Linked DNA regions of Rattus norvegicus: region 1 is linked to region 2. A link is a contact called in public Hi-C data. All regions are on one chromosome and are shown on one strand. The core of a region is the stretch at or near the end of the contact, and the rest is flanking DNA. Distances in the headings are between cores, read along the strand shown. Region 1 holds the start of Garnl3 (GTPase activating Rap/RanGAP domain-like 3). Region 2 holds the start of Slc2a8 (solute carrier family 2 member 8).

Region 1 (5,958 bases), core at 1,573-4,072, 150 kb before region 2:
GCACACATACTGTGAAACTGTTGGTGGTCCTGCCAGTTACTGCCTTGCAGACAGACCATGGCACCCCAACCTGAGAGCTGTAGAATGCCATTTAGAAACTGGGATGGGCAGCTGGTAGTATTATGAAGTCCCAAGAAAAGCCCACTCACTTACAATAGGAGTAACCTCTGTCCCTCTTTAATGTACAAGTTTTGTAACTCAAAGTTAGCCAAGTGTATGCTGGCAAGCAAGATACCTTGAGGAGACTTGACTTGGTAGGAAGCACCTGAACCACTCTCCTACATAAGCCAGCAGGAGAGTTTGGCCCTTCCCCTCCCCTGACCAGACGCCCCGGGGCATTTGTTGGACCAAGATGCTGAGCAGGTGGACACAGCCGTGTCTTGCTAGCAGGCTCTCTATATTTCTCCTTCTTACCAAGAAGGCCAGAGTCTCTTCCGTCACTTAACTCTTGCCTCTCAAGCCTAAGAAAGGTGTGCTGGTATTTTGTTTGTTTCCTTGTTTGTTTGTTACTATCAACTTTCAGGTGGAAAATGATCTGTAAAACTGGGAAGCCATTTATAAGCCAAGACTGCTTTCATCTGCATGTGGGGTCCAGAGCTTTGCAACCTCTATTGAATATTGCCAAAAGCACAGCTTCTCTTCTGTGTGACCCTATGTCATATTGATATGTTGGGTGATTTCATGTTATAAAACAAAAACAAAAACCCCACCCTGCACAAAGCTCTTTTGAAAGTGTATTTATTGTACAAACATTCATCCATATCTCTAGTGAATACTTCTTATTCACCAGGCTCTACCCAGACTGAAATGGCTAGAAACAAGACAAATCCAATGTTGACCTTTGTAGAACTTACCAGTCAGTGATCAAATAATCACCACCTCGCACGCCAACTTTGGCAAGACCCTGCCTCTCCTCTACCCCTGAATACAAATCTTGTGCATTGGTTCCTCCAGGAAGACTTCAGACTGAATGGGGATGTTGGGAGAGTAAGTTGCCATGAGTACTAGCTGGAGTCCCAACACTGGAAGCTGTCTGGCTCTGAACAGCCAGATACAGGTCTTTGTTCAAGAATGGTTACAAGGAGGACGCCAAAGGTAGAATGAGAGAGTAGGGTCTGAGTGCTTGCAGAATACACAACTCCCTCCCCTCCCTGTTTACTCTAACTTCAGTGTTCCATTCAAATACAGTATGAGTGGGAGCTGCAAGTCCTTGGGAGCCGAGGACTTGGACTTTGGTCCACCTTGTAACCTGCTGCTGCACAAGTGTGTGTCCCGTGGACAGCCCCAAATTGCCACTCACAGCAGCAAGCCATTTTGGAAGGACTGTGACCATTCAGTAATGAAGTAATAGTATTTATTAGTGAGGTATACTCTTTAATAAATTTTGTGCCAAAATGCATGTTTTCCCACTTAGCATTCAAAATGTTGTGTAGAGAGTAGTTTTCAATTTCTTATGTGTTCTTCCAAGTAAACTGGAAATAAGTTTTCACATCTTACTCTACATCTTACTCTGTTTCTTGTTAAATCTGCTACACCTCCCAAGCTTTTTTTTCCCAGCAGACCCTGCATGCAGTTATGTGAGGATTTTTCTCTAACATTTGTAAATTGTCTCATCTGCAATAACCATGGAACATCATCCCTCCTTGGGATTCTTTAGATTTTTGGTGAAGTATTTTGTTACCTCAGTCTTGTATCAAGTTGCTGTATTTTTCAGCTTGTTACACTGATAATTGTTTCACTAATTAAATACTTTCATGTACAGACATCTTTGTTTACTTTGAAATTAAATGTGTTTTCCAATAAATATCGTTCCATTTATTAGTGTCACATGCAGTCAATTTGGCAGGCAGCTGCTGTGCTACATGCAGACATGAAGGCATAGACTGTTCAGGACTGATCTGAGAGTAACTGGCATGTAAATATATAGGAGGGAGAGGACAGGGACATTATTGTGGGTCTCTTGGAGGAAGGTCTGGGAATGCCTAAGAAACAGGGGGCCTTGGGAGTTTTCAGATTAGAAGTTGCAGAACACTGAGGAAGCTGGTAGTAGGAGCGGGGTTTGGGGAGAGGGAGACAGAGAGGAAAGGATGAACATTGAGAAAAGCAGAGATTACTGAGGGAGAATTCCAGTCAATGTGATATCTGAAAAGAGATGTCGGGAGGAAGTCATGATGCAAAAAGCAAACCCACTCCAGTTTGATTAGAGGCGAAGGGAAGGAAGGGTATGAATAACGCTGGACAGAGGAAGAGAGGGAGACGTGGAGCGGGAGCGTGAATGAGCAGGAAAGCATGAACTAGAGAACTAGATTGGAGATCTCAGTGGCAGCTCCCAGGCATACACACCCATTCTTGCTCCTGTCTCACCCGAGTGTGCAGCATCAAGGGAGACCAGAACCGCATGATCACAGTGAAAGCCCTGCTGCACAAATTAACACACACCTACACTTGGGAAAACGAACTCTCAATTGAGCAGTTTCCTCCATCAGATTAGCCTGTAGACTGAGGATTTTTGGTAGTGGTGGTGGAGGTGGCACTGTGAAGGGTCCAGCCCACTGTAGGTGGTGGTACCCCGAGGCAGGTGGGACTTGGCTGGGTAAGAAAAGTAGGTGAGCAAGCCAGAGGAAGATCTATAAGTCCTGATTTAGTTCTTGAGTTCCTCACCCTTCCAGCTACAAACTTGAGTACCTCGTGGTGGACCCCAGTTCATCCAGGAAGACCCGCATCATCCAGGCACCCCTGAAGTGAAGAAGAGGCGACGTGGGCGGGGTTAGATGGGCGGGGCTTATAGTGTAGGCAGGGAAGCCTGAGGGATCTTAGGGCAGAACAGCCAAGGGATGAGAGACGCAGAATAGCTCCAAGTACAGACCTCAGCTTCAAGGGAGAAGAGGCGGAGCTCCAGGGTCGGGGGGCCATGCCTGTGGGCGGGACATGGAGAAAGGCGGCCCCCAAAAGAAGGCGGTACTACGATAGAAAGAACCAGGAGGTGCTGAGGTGAGGAGGGTCAGCAGCGAAGCCAGCAAGCGGAGCTGCGGTGTGGAGGACCGATACAGCGCTCTGTGGTGGAGGGGTAGGTGGGCATGGCCTAGATCTGTGGGGATGGTGAAGAGCGGAAGTGATGGACCGTGGACCCAACGAAGTTGCGGAGCCTGCATACGCTACATAGAAACGCAGAGGGAGGGCTGGTGAGGCTGGCTCGGGAGGGGCGTGGCTGGAGCTCCGGGTAGAGGCAGGGTGGGGCCTGCACTGGTCGGAGGTGAGCCAGGGAAACAGAGATCAGAAACTCGGGGCGTGGCCTGTGCCCAGACTAGGGCGTGAGGTGGGTTTGGCTAAGGAGATGAGGCGGGGCCTTGGCAAAGCTGAAGGGCAAAGAGACTGACTGGATAAAGATTTGGGGTGGGGCCTGAGTTCATTAATAGGTAAGGATTGGTACTTAGGGCGGGACATGGGTGGAGCCTGAGCGAGCTGAGAGGGGACTTGCCTGATTGGGGCGGGGCAAGGACCGACAGGGGCGGGACCTGAACCTGATTCAGATAGGCTGGATTGGGGGCGGAGAGGGGGCGGGGCCTAAATCCAACTGAGTGATGAGGGAGGATCTGCTAGAATTAGGGGCGAGGCAGGGGGCGGGCCAAGGCCTCAAACGGGCCTAAGGGAGAGGATTCGGTAGGAGATCAGGGCGGTGCCTAAGACTAGCTCCAGAAATTAGGCGGACTTGGATAGGTTAGGGGCAGGGCTTAAAGCCGGGGAGTTTCGGTAGAGGCGTACTTGCTAGAATGGGGGCGGGGCAGAGGAGAGGCCTAAAGCCAGAGGCGTGGTAGTGGTGGTTGCGACCTGCTGGAGTAGGGGCGGGGACTAAAGCCTGAGGCGTGGTTAGGCTGCTAGGGTGGGGCGGGACCTAAATCCTGAGGCGTGGTTAGGCTGCTAGGGTGGGGCGGGACCTAAAGCCTGAGGCGTGGTTAGGCGGCTAGAGTATGGGCGGGGCGTAAATCCTAAGGAATGTTAAGGGAACCTGCTAGGGTAGGGGCGGGGCCTAGGCCCCGTGGAGAGTATGAGGGAGTGGTTAGGCTGAAGTTCGGGGCGGGGCCTGAGGTCCCGGGCTTGGCTGGAGTTTGGGGCGGGACAGAGGCGGGGCTTGGGTCCGGTGAGGGGTGCGGGGCGGGGCGTGGGCTGCGGCGCGCTAGCTGAGCGTCCAGCCGAACACCGCCGAGGCCCGAGCCCACCCGAGTGTGCCCGAGCCGTCGGCCCCCGCCCGGGGCGATGGAGCAGGAACCCGGCGGGGCGGCCGCTGCGCTCCTGCGGCAGAAGAGGGCGGCGCTGCGGCGCAGGGGGTGCAGCTTTGAGAGTCCCAGGTACCGTTGCCCCGAGGGGTGCAGCCTCTAGGGGCGGGAGAAGGGAGTAGGCCACGTGGGGGGTTGATGATGTGAGGGGACAGAGCGTGGCGAGGCCGCGGCGTGGGAGGGAGTCCGCACAGAGCGGGGTAGAGCGGCCGGGCCACACTGAGGGAGTGCCCAGCGGGAGGGCTGGGGAACCTGTGTCCGGCCAGCAGATGCTGTGGACGTCCGAAGCCTCGGCCCTGTGACAGGCCCTGCACGCCACAGCTCAGGGAGGTCTTGGGCTGTGGAGAATGCTACCTGCCTGCTTCTAAATTCTCAAGGACAAGGTCGGAACCCCTAAGCCCCCAAAAGGACACCCTTTAGGCTCCTCTCGCTTTCTATAATCCTCCTCACACCCCGGGTGCCTGGACACCTGCTGCCTATGGCCCCGCCCATCTGTGGTTGGGGTGGGGGGCACCCTGCATAGTTCCTAGGTCCTTTCTCTTTCCCAGGTTGTCCGAGCCCCTCCCGGACTTACCTTCCTTAACTGGCGCCCTCCTGAGGAGCCAGCCTGGCCTTAGGTGAAGCTTGGCTGCTGCCGGACACGCCCTTCCCTTTGCGGCTGATGCCAAAGCCTATGCCCAGCTTACTCCCACCTTCCTTGTAACTTGAAATGGGTCCTGCTTCCATCCTTCCTTTCAGGATGACTCCAGCACCACCATCGCGGCCAGATTTTCACCAATATTCTGTAATAACGGCCTTAGAAAGGTTATCCCGAAGCCAACCTCCTTCCCCCTAGCCTACTGCTCTGCTTGTACCCCTGAGGAGTTTTTCACTGCCATAGCATGGGTAAGGACAAGGAAAAGATATGGGACTCTAACCTCCACTGAGGCAGAAAAGAGAGTTCATTTGCTAAGGCCCAGAGCAAACCAGCCAAGATCCTTAAAGGAAGGTGTGATGCCCTCAATTGGCCTTTCTCAGACTCAGTCCTTGACACACTGCTCCAACAGTTCTGATGCTGTGTGATGAGAACAGATACCAAGGCTGTCCTCGCCCCTGTTCCATCACAGACCACGGCTGGCTCAGGCCTGGCCCATCACAAAGTCTGAAGGGCTCGTCACTCCTCCCTCAGGCTGTAGAACTGCTCACCAACTCCTTTTGAAAGTCTTTCTTTGAACTCAGGCTTTGCTTTGTGTTATCAGCACCTGGGCATCTGCCAAAAAGATTCTAAATATGTGTGTGGTGACCTGTGTGGAGCATTGCCCTTAGATAGGAGACCCAGGTAGCTAACACTCTCTACGGCTTGAGCATGAAAAACAGGAAGAGATTGGAGCGAAGAGAATCTCTCAGGTTTGAGGCAGAGTGCTTAGGACAGTGCGGCTACAGGACTTTTGGAGATGAATGGTTGTGTGGTGCAGCCTGTAGAGTGCGGGAGCCACAGACACCTGTGGCTGTGGACTTCACTAAGACACCCGAGTGCTGAATTGTGCTCTCCCTTCAGTGTAAGTGACCACCTTGGTCCCAGCACTACCACCTCCACAAGACTCGCATCAGCATGAATTGGCTTTCTCAGACTGTCCTTCACACACCTCCTCCAGCAGTTCCCATAAGAGCTTGAGGACGAGAAATGCCTACCATAGTGGTCAGC
Region 2 (5,660 bases), core at 1,955-4,454:
GACATGACTCAGAGATTAAGAGTGCTATCTGTTCTTTCGGAAGTTCTGAGTTCAGTTCCCAGAAACCACGTGGTGGCTCATAATCATGTACAATGAGCTCTGGTGCCCTCTTCTGGCCTGCAGGCATATATGCAGGCAGGATGCTGCATACATCATAATAAATAAATCTTTTTTTAAAAAGGGTTTTTAAAATTATGTGTACGCAGTGTGTCCCCTTGTGTATATACACACAAATGTAGTTGCCTACCGAGGGCAAAAGAGGACATCAGAGCCCCTGGAGATGGAGTTACTGGCATTTGGGAGCGGCCCAAACTGGGTACTGGGAACCCAACCCAGGTCCTCTTCAAAGTCTGTTTTTTAAAATCCCTACCTACCCCAGCACCCTCCAGAAAAGTGATCAGTAAATAATGTGGACCGAGACAGACATGAATGAAATAAGAAACAGCATCCCTGCCCAGAGGTCACAGGTCACCTCCAGTTTAGCAACTGATTGATTCCCCCTCATGCCCATATGGCCCCAGGGTCAACCCACAAGGAAGCAACTCTGAGGAGGTCTGATGTCATGGAACGTGTCAGAGGTTGGAGCTTCAGCTCCTTCCTCCTTGCAAGCCATAGTGAGCTCCCCTCCCTTCCCCCTTCCATACAACAATTGATCGTGATACGTGGGACTGAAGGTGCCTGGACCCTCGTTAGCTTTAGAGGCAACTTCACGCTGCATTGCAACCCCACCAGAAGTTTTATCAGCTTTACTCTGGCCTTCCTCAAGCTGGAGGCTTGTGGGGACACATATGGAGGGTAGAGGTCAGTTTCGGGTGCTATTCCTCAAGAACTATGCACTTTGGTTTTTTGAGACAGGGTCTTGCACTAGGATCTGGTGGGGCTGGATGCCCAGTGAGCTCTGGGGATGACATTACAGACATGCCCTACCACACCTGCTTTCCCAAGAATGCTAGGGTCAAACTCAGGTCCTCACACTTGCAAACCTAGCACTGCACCAACTGAGCCATCCTCCAGACCATATTGTCTGCTTTTCAGGTAAGAAAACAGACTCCAAAAGAGCAGGTGACTTGAAACTTGAGTTCTCTTAGTCCCAGAAAAGTTCTGCCCCTCTCCACACTGTTCATCTCTCAGAGACACCTGTTAGCTGGGGTTGGCTGGTGTTTTGTTTTGTTTTGTTTTGTTTTGTTTTGTTTTGTTTTGTTTTAGGATCTGGGAGGAGACATTCAGTTTCATGGGGCCAGAGCTGGCCTTGAACTCTTGATTCTCCCACTGGACCTTCCAAGTGTTCAGTAGGAGGTAGGCGTGTGACACATGCCTGGCTCCTGGCTGCTGGTTCTTCTGTTATACAAATTAATGAGCTTGTGTCTGCATTTCTCCTGTTGTTTTTGTTGTTTCATCTTGATGAAACAGAGAAAGAATCCAAGCCTCTATTTATTCTTCCAGAAGGACAGTGATGAGGCCACCTATGACCGAATAAGAGACAAGGGTGTGAGAGAGGAGGCAGAGAGGCACCTGACTCACCAAGCTAGTATTGTTCTGCTCACAAAAAAAAGGGGGGGGTGAGCCTTTTGAGAGCCAATATCTGGTCCAGTTTGGGAAGGGATACCACTAGCCAGTGGTTCATACATGTCCATGACTCAGAAGTCTGGTGCTGGCTGGGTATCCCTTCTACAGAAGCCACTCTGCCGAGCCTGTTGACCAGTACAAAGTACCTGGTCGAGGTGCAATTCAACCCAAGTCCTTTACTCTGCAGACACCAGGAGCCTGCTGTCCAAAGGAACTGACGCCCCTTGGGGAAAAAAAAAAGAGAACAGAGCGGGTGATTACGCAGCAGAGATAAGAGTCCATCACCCAAGCAGAAGACTTTGTAAACCCACAAGCAGGTGATCGGCTGCCTTCAAGGATTGTCTTGTGATCAGAATTTCAAAACACTGGTTGCCACAGTTGGGTAGCCGCAGCTTCATAAAGCCGCCGTACTGACAGGCATTTGAATGCTTAGCCTGCTCACAGCTCTAGAAATGAAGACAGCCAGGCGCAGGCAGGGACTAGGTGCCTCTCACTGGTTCTAGAATTACATCCGTCCCACTGAAGCTGCTGTAAGCGTTAGGTATTGATTAAGCAGAGCGATAGAGGAGCACAACCACAGGGAGACTCGGGCGGGAGAAAGATAGAGAGATAAGCTAATCCCAAGGCCTGGTATTATTGTGGGGCAACCAGGGGACAAGGAAATCACTAAGTTCCACTCTGTCCCACTTCTGGAATAGGGGCCTCGCCTGACAGGGTCCTCCCATCTCCAATCCTAGCACTCATGATGAAGGTGAGCTGCCACCAGAAGCACCAGGTCCACGTCAGAAAGTCCAAGGATAGGAACAGGTGGCCCAGGACAGTTTTCCTGGAGCCTTTTCACCCTGCGGCTCTCTGAAGCAGAAGTCAACGTTGGGGAGGACCATGGTCCAGGGAACTGTGGGTTGTAAGGATGGGAAGTCTTGCCCCAGCCAATGTGCTCTACCACTGATCCACTACTACCCTCGTTAGTGGAGGCTAGATTTAGAGACAACTCCATAAAAATAAAAATAAAAATAAAAATAAAAATAAAAATACAAAGGACGGCTCGATGCTTAGGAACACTTGTTTCTGCAGAGGGCTCAGGTTCAGGTCTCAAGCACGCACACACATGATGGCTTACAACAATCTCTAACTCCAGTTCCCAGAATCTGACCACGCTTTCTGAACTCCTCAAGCAAGCAAGCAAGCAAGCAAGCAAGCAAGCAAGCGCGCACGCACGCACGCACGCACACACACACACACACACACACACACACACACCACTCACAAATATATCTGTGTGTAAACATGTAAACAACACTCATACAGATAAAGTTTAAAATAAAAAACAAAAGAAACCACCAAAACAGGGGCAGCGAGATGACTCTGCTTGTAAAGGTGTTTGTCCCCAAGTTTGATGGCCTGTGTTCGATCTGGAAGATCCACTTGGTGGAAGGAAAAGAAAGCTTCCTTCGGACCAGCATAGGGGCGCTGTCATCTCTGTCCCCCAGCTCCCTGCAAACATATACATGGGCGTAGTTCAGCTCCATTGAGCTTTGCAACCGGCTCTGTGCTTCCATTGGTCAGCTCTGATTGGAGGCCGGATTCTAGCGTCCCATTGGTCACTCCTGCCGCGGAGGCCGCGCTCGCCCGAGCCGCGACAGTTCGCGGGTCAGACCCTGTTGACATGTCGCCCGAGGACCCCCAGGAAACACAGCCGCTGTTGCGGTCGCCGGGCGCCAGGTGCGGACTCCCGGGGGCCGCGACCTCTCTCTCACGCCCGGCGACGCCGCTCACGCACGGCCTTGTACCCGCAGGGCTCCCGGCGGCCGCCGGGTCTTCCTTGCCACCTTCGCCGCCGCCCTGGGCCCGCTCAGCTTCGGCTTCGCGCTTGGCTACAGCTCCCCCGCCATCCCCAGCCTGCGGCGCACCGCACCCCCTGCCCTACGCCTCGGAGACACTGCGGCCTCCTGGTTCGGGGTGAGCCCGCGGGGGAGTCCCGGGTCCCCCATTCTCTGCCGCACACCAGGGTCCTCCTCATTCTCTTTCCTCTGAGGCTGCGGGGAGTGGGGTGGAGGGATCGTGGGCCATGGTCCCTGGTGGCCTCCTCTTCAGCGCGTCCGGGTCCCCAGGCCGTCGTGACCCTGGGCGCTGCGGCAGGGGGCGTGCTGGGCGGCTGGCTCCTGGACCGTGCAGGGCGCAAGCTGAGCCTCCTGCTCTGCACCGTGCCCTTCGTGACCGGTTTTGCTGTCATCACCGCGGCCCGGGATGTGTGGATGCTGCTCGGAGGCCGCCTCCTCACCGGCCTAGCCTGCGGAGTCGCCTCATTAGTGGCACCGGTGAGTGGTTTGGGCTTCCTAGATGATCTTCGCCAGGCAGGGGCAACAGTGAAGCTATTCCTCACTGACCTTGGTTGTGCCTCTTTTACTCTACTAATAGTGGTGTCCCTGTATGCTTAGCAGCGATAACTGGAATGCCCCTATTCTCGTGTTAACAGCTCTGTTCTGGGTTGTCCCTGGGATATCCCTTCACTGCTTGCAGCCACGGCTGCATATACTTTGCAGCCCACACACCTGGATCACTTACCTGGACACAGGCCTCTCTCCCAGCCTCAGTTTGCTCCCCTTAAAGTAAGGCCGAGTCCTGAGGTGGTTTGCTGGTCCAGGAGTGGTCCCTGGAAAGATTTAGACCCAAGTAACTGAGGATCGCCAGCAACCTGTGGCCACACACTCGGATGACCCCCCCCCCCTCCGTGGCCTCCTGCTTCTCCTCTCTTCACCTGTTGGAGGTGTGAAGGAGTTAGAGGAAAGGGAGACTGGAGATCTGCATGGTTTTGTTTTTTTTTTTTAAACGAGGGCATAAGGTATGGAATAATCTAGAAGTATGTATGGATAACGCCTGGTGAGTCCTGAGATTAGAAGTAATGGCTCCCCTAGTAGGATTAGGCTGAACAAGTTAGTGTCCCAGACTGGAGTCAGCCCGTTTTAACTCACATCTGTGCATATGAAACGTGTGCTGTGCTGGGCCTGGTGGCACATGTCCGTAATCCCATAACTTGAAGGTAAATGCATGAAGACCAGGAATTCAGGGTTATCCTCAGCTCAGGAGGCTAGCCTAGGCTTCATGAAACTCTATCTATAAATGAATAAATAAATAAATAAATTTTTAAAACGAGTGTAGGGAAGGAAGCTCTGCACTCCTCTCAGTGCTCACGCACATAGTGGCAACCCATTACCCACAATCCTCTTTTAAAATCTCCAGGAAATGGGGCAGGGCACTCTGCTGACCCATAGCAGGGTTAAACCTTTCCATTAGAAGAGCCAAGTAAAGTCTAACCTTAACCACCAATAGGTCTATATCTCGGAAATCGCCTACCCAGCCGTTCGAGGACTGCTCGGCTCCTGTGTGCAGCTGATGGTTGTCACTGGCATCCTCTTGGCCTACGTGGCAGGTAGATTTGTATGCTCTCTTTTGATCCCTATTAGAGCCTCTGTGGCCACTCTGGAAACTGAGGGTCATAGCGGGCAAGGGTTTGCCTGGTGCCGCTGGCCAAGGTGCCAGGTTCTCAGGCGCACTCCTGGGAGGGGAGGTCCTGGTGACTCGGTGCCAAGAAGAAGTAGAACAGGTGATTTCTTTGGGCCAGAATCCCACCACACCCTAGAGGGACTCAGTAGAGGGTCCCAGTGCAAGGAGGGGTGGGGGTAGGGAAATGCTTTAGCTCAGTCACTCGGAGAACCGGGCTCTCGGGGCTGGAGAGATGGCTCAGTGGTTAAGAGCACCGAATGCTCTTCCAGAGGTCCCGAGTTCAAATCCCAGCAACCACATGGTGGCTCACAACCATCTGTAATGAGATCTGATGCCCTCTTCTGGTGTGTCTGAAGACAGCTACAGTGTACTCATATACAATAAATAAATCTTTAAAAAAAAAAAAAAAAAAAAAAAAAAAGAACCGGGCTCTCTCCACATGCTGTCACTGGGCTCTCAGCAGAGTGCCGCATAAAGGAGACTGCTTCCCAAAGGTGAAGGGCAGAGCTGGTGGCCTGGGGAGGTTTCCGAAATTGTCTCCCTGTCATATTTGTTCTTCAAAGTCTAACAAACATTTCTACCAATAAAGA

Evidence for each region. A called contact is a pair of places that touch in the nucleus more often than the background predicts.
Region 1: a Hi-C map of Schwann cells shows a contact between it and region 2, with 4 times the contacts expected there. The contact joins the promoter of Garnl3 here to the promoter of Slc2a8 in region 2. A contact is called at or near these places in 2 of 12 Hi-C or Micro-C datasets (the A7r5 cell line and Schwann cells) and 1 of 1 datasets of contacts at active chromatin or transcription factors (oligodendrocytes).

What each region holds. Positions count from the first base shown.
Region 1 is chr3:36,826,875-36,832,832 of GRCr8, reverse strand. It overlaps Garnl3 (GTPase activating Rap/RanGAP domain-like 3), which reads left to right and starts at 2,822. Exons shown (of 30, transcript XM_039106188.2): 1 at 2,822-2,991. The coding sequence starts at 2,912. It overlaps Ralgps1 (Ral GEF with PH domain and SH3 binding motif 1), which reads left to right. Exons shown (of 20, transcript NM_001427068.1): 20 at 1-1,804.
Region 2 is chr3:36,679,678-36,685,337 of GRCr8, reverse strand. It overlaps Slc2a8 (solute carrier family 2 member 8), which reads left to right and starts at 3,204. Exons shown (of 10, transcript NM_053494.2): 1 at 3,204-3,288; 2 at 3,363-3,525; 3 at 3,678-3,884; 4 at 4,897-4,996. The coding sequence starts at 3,233.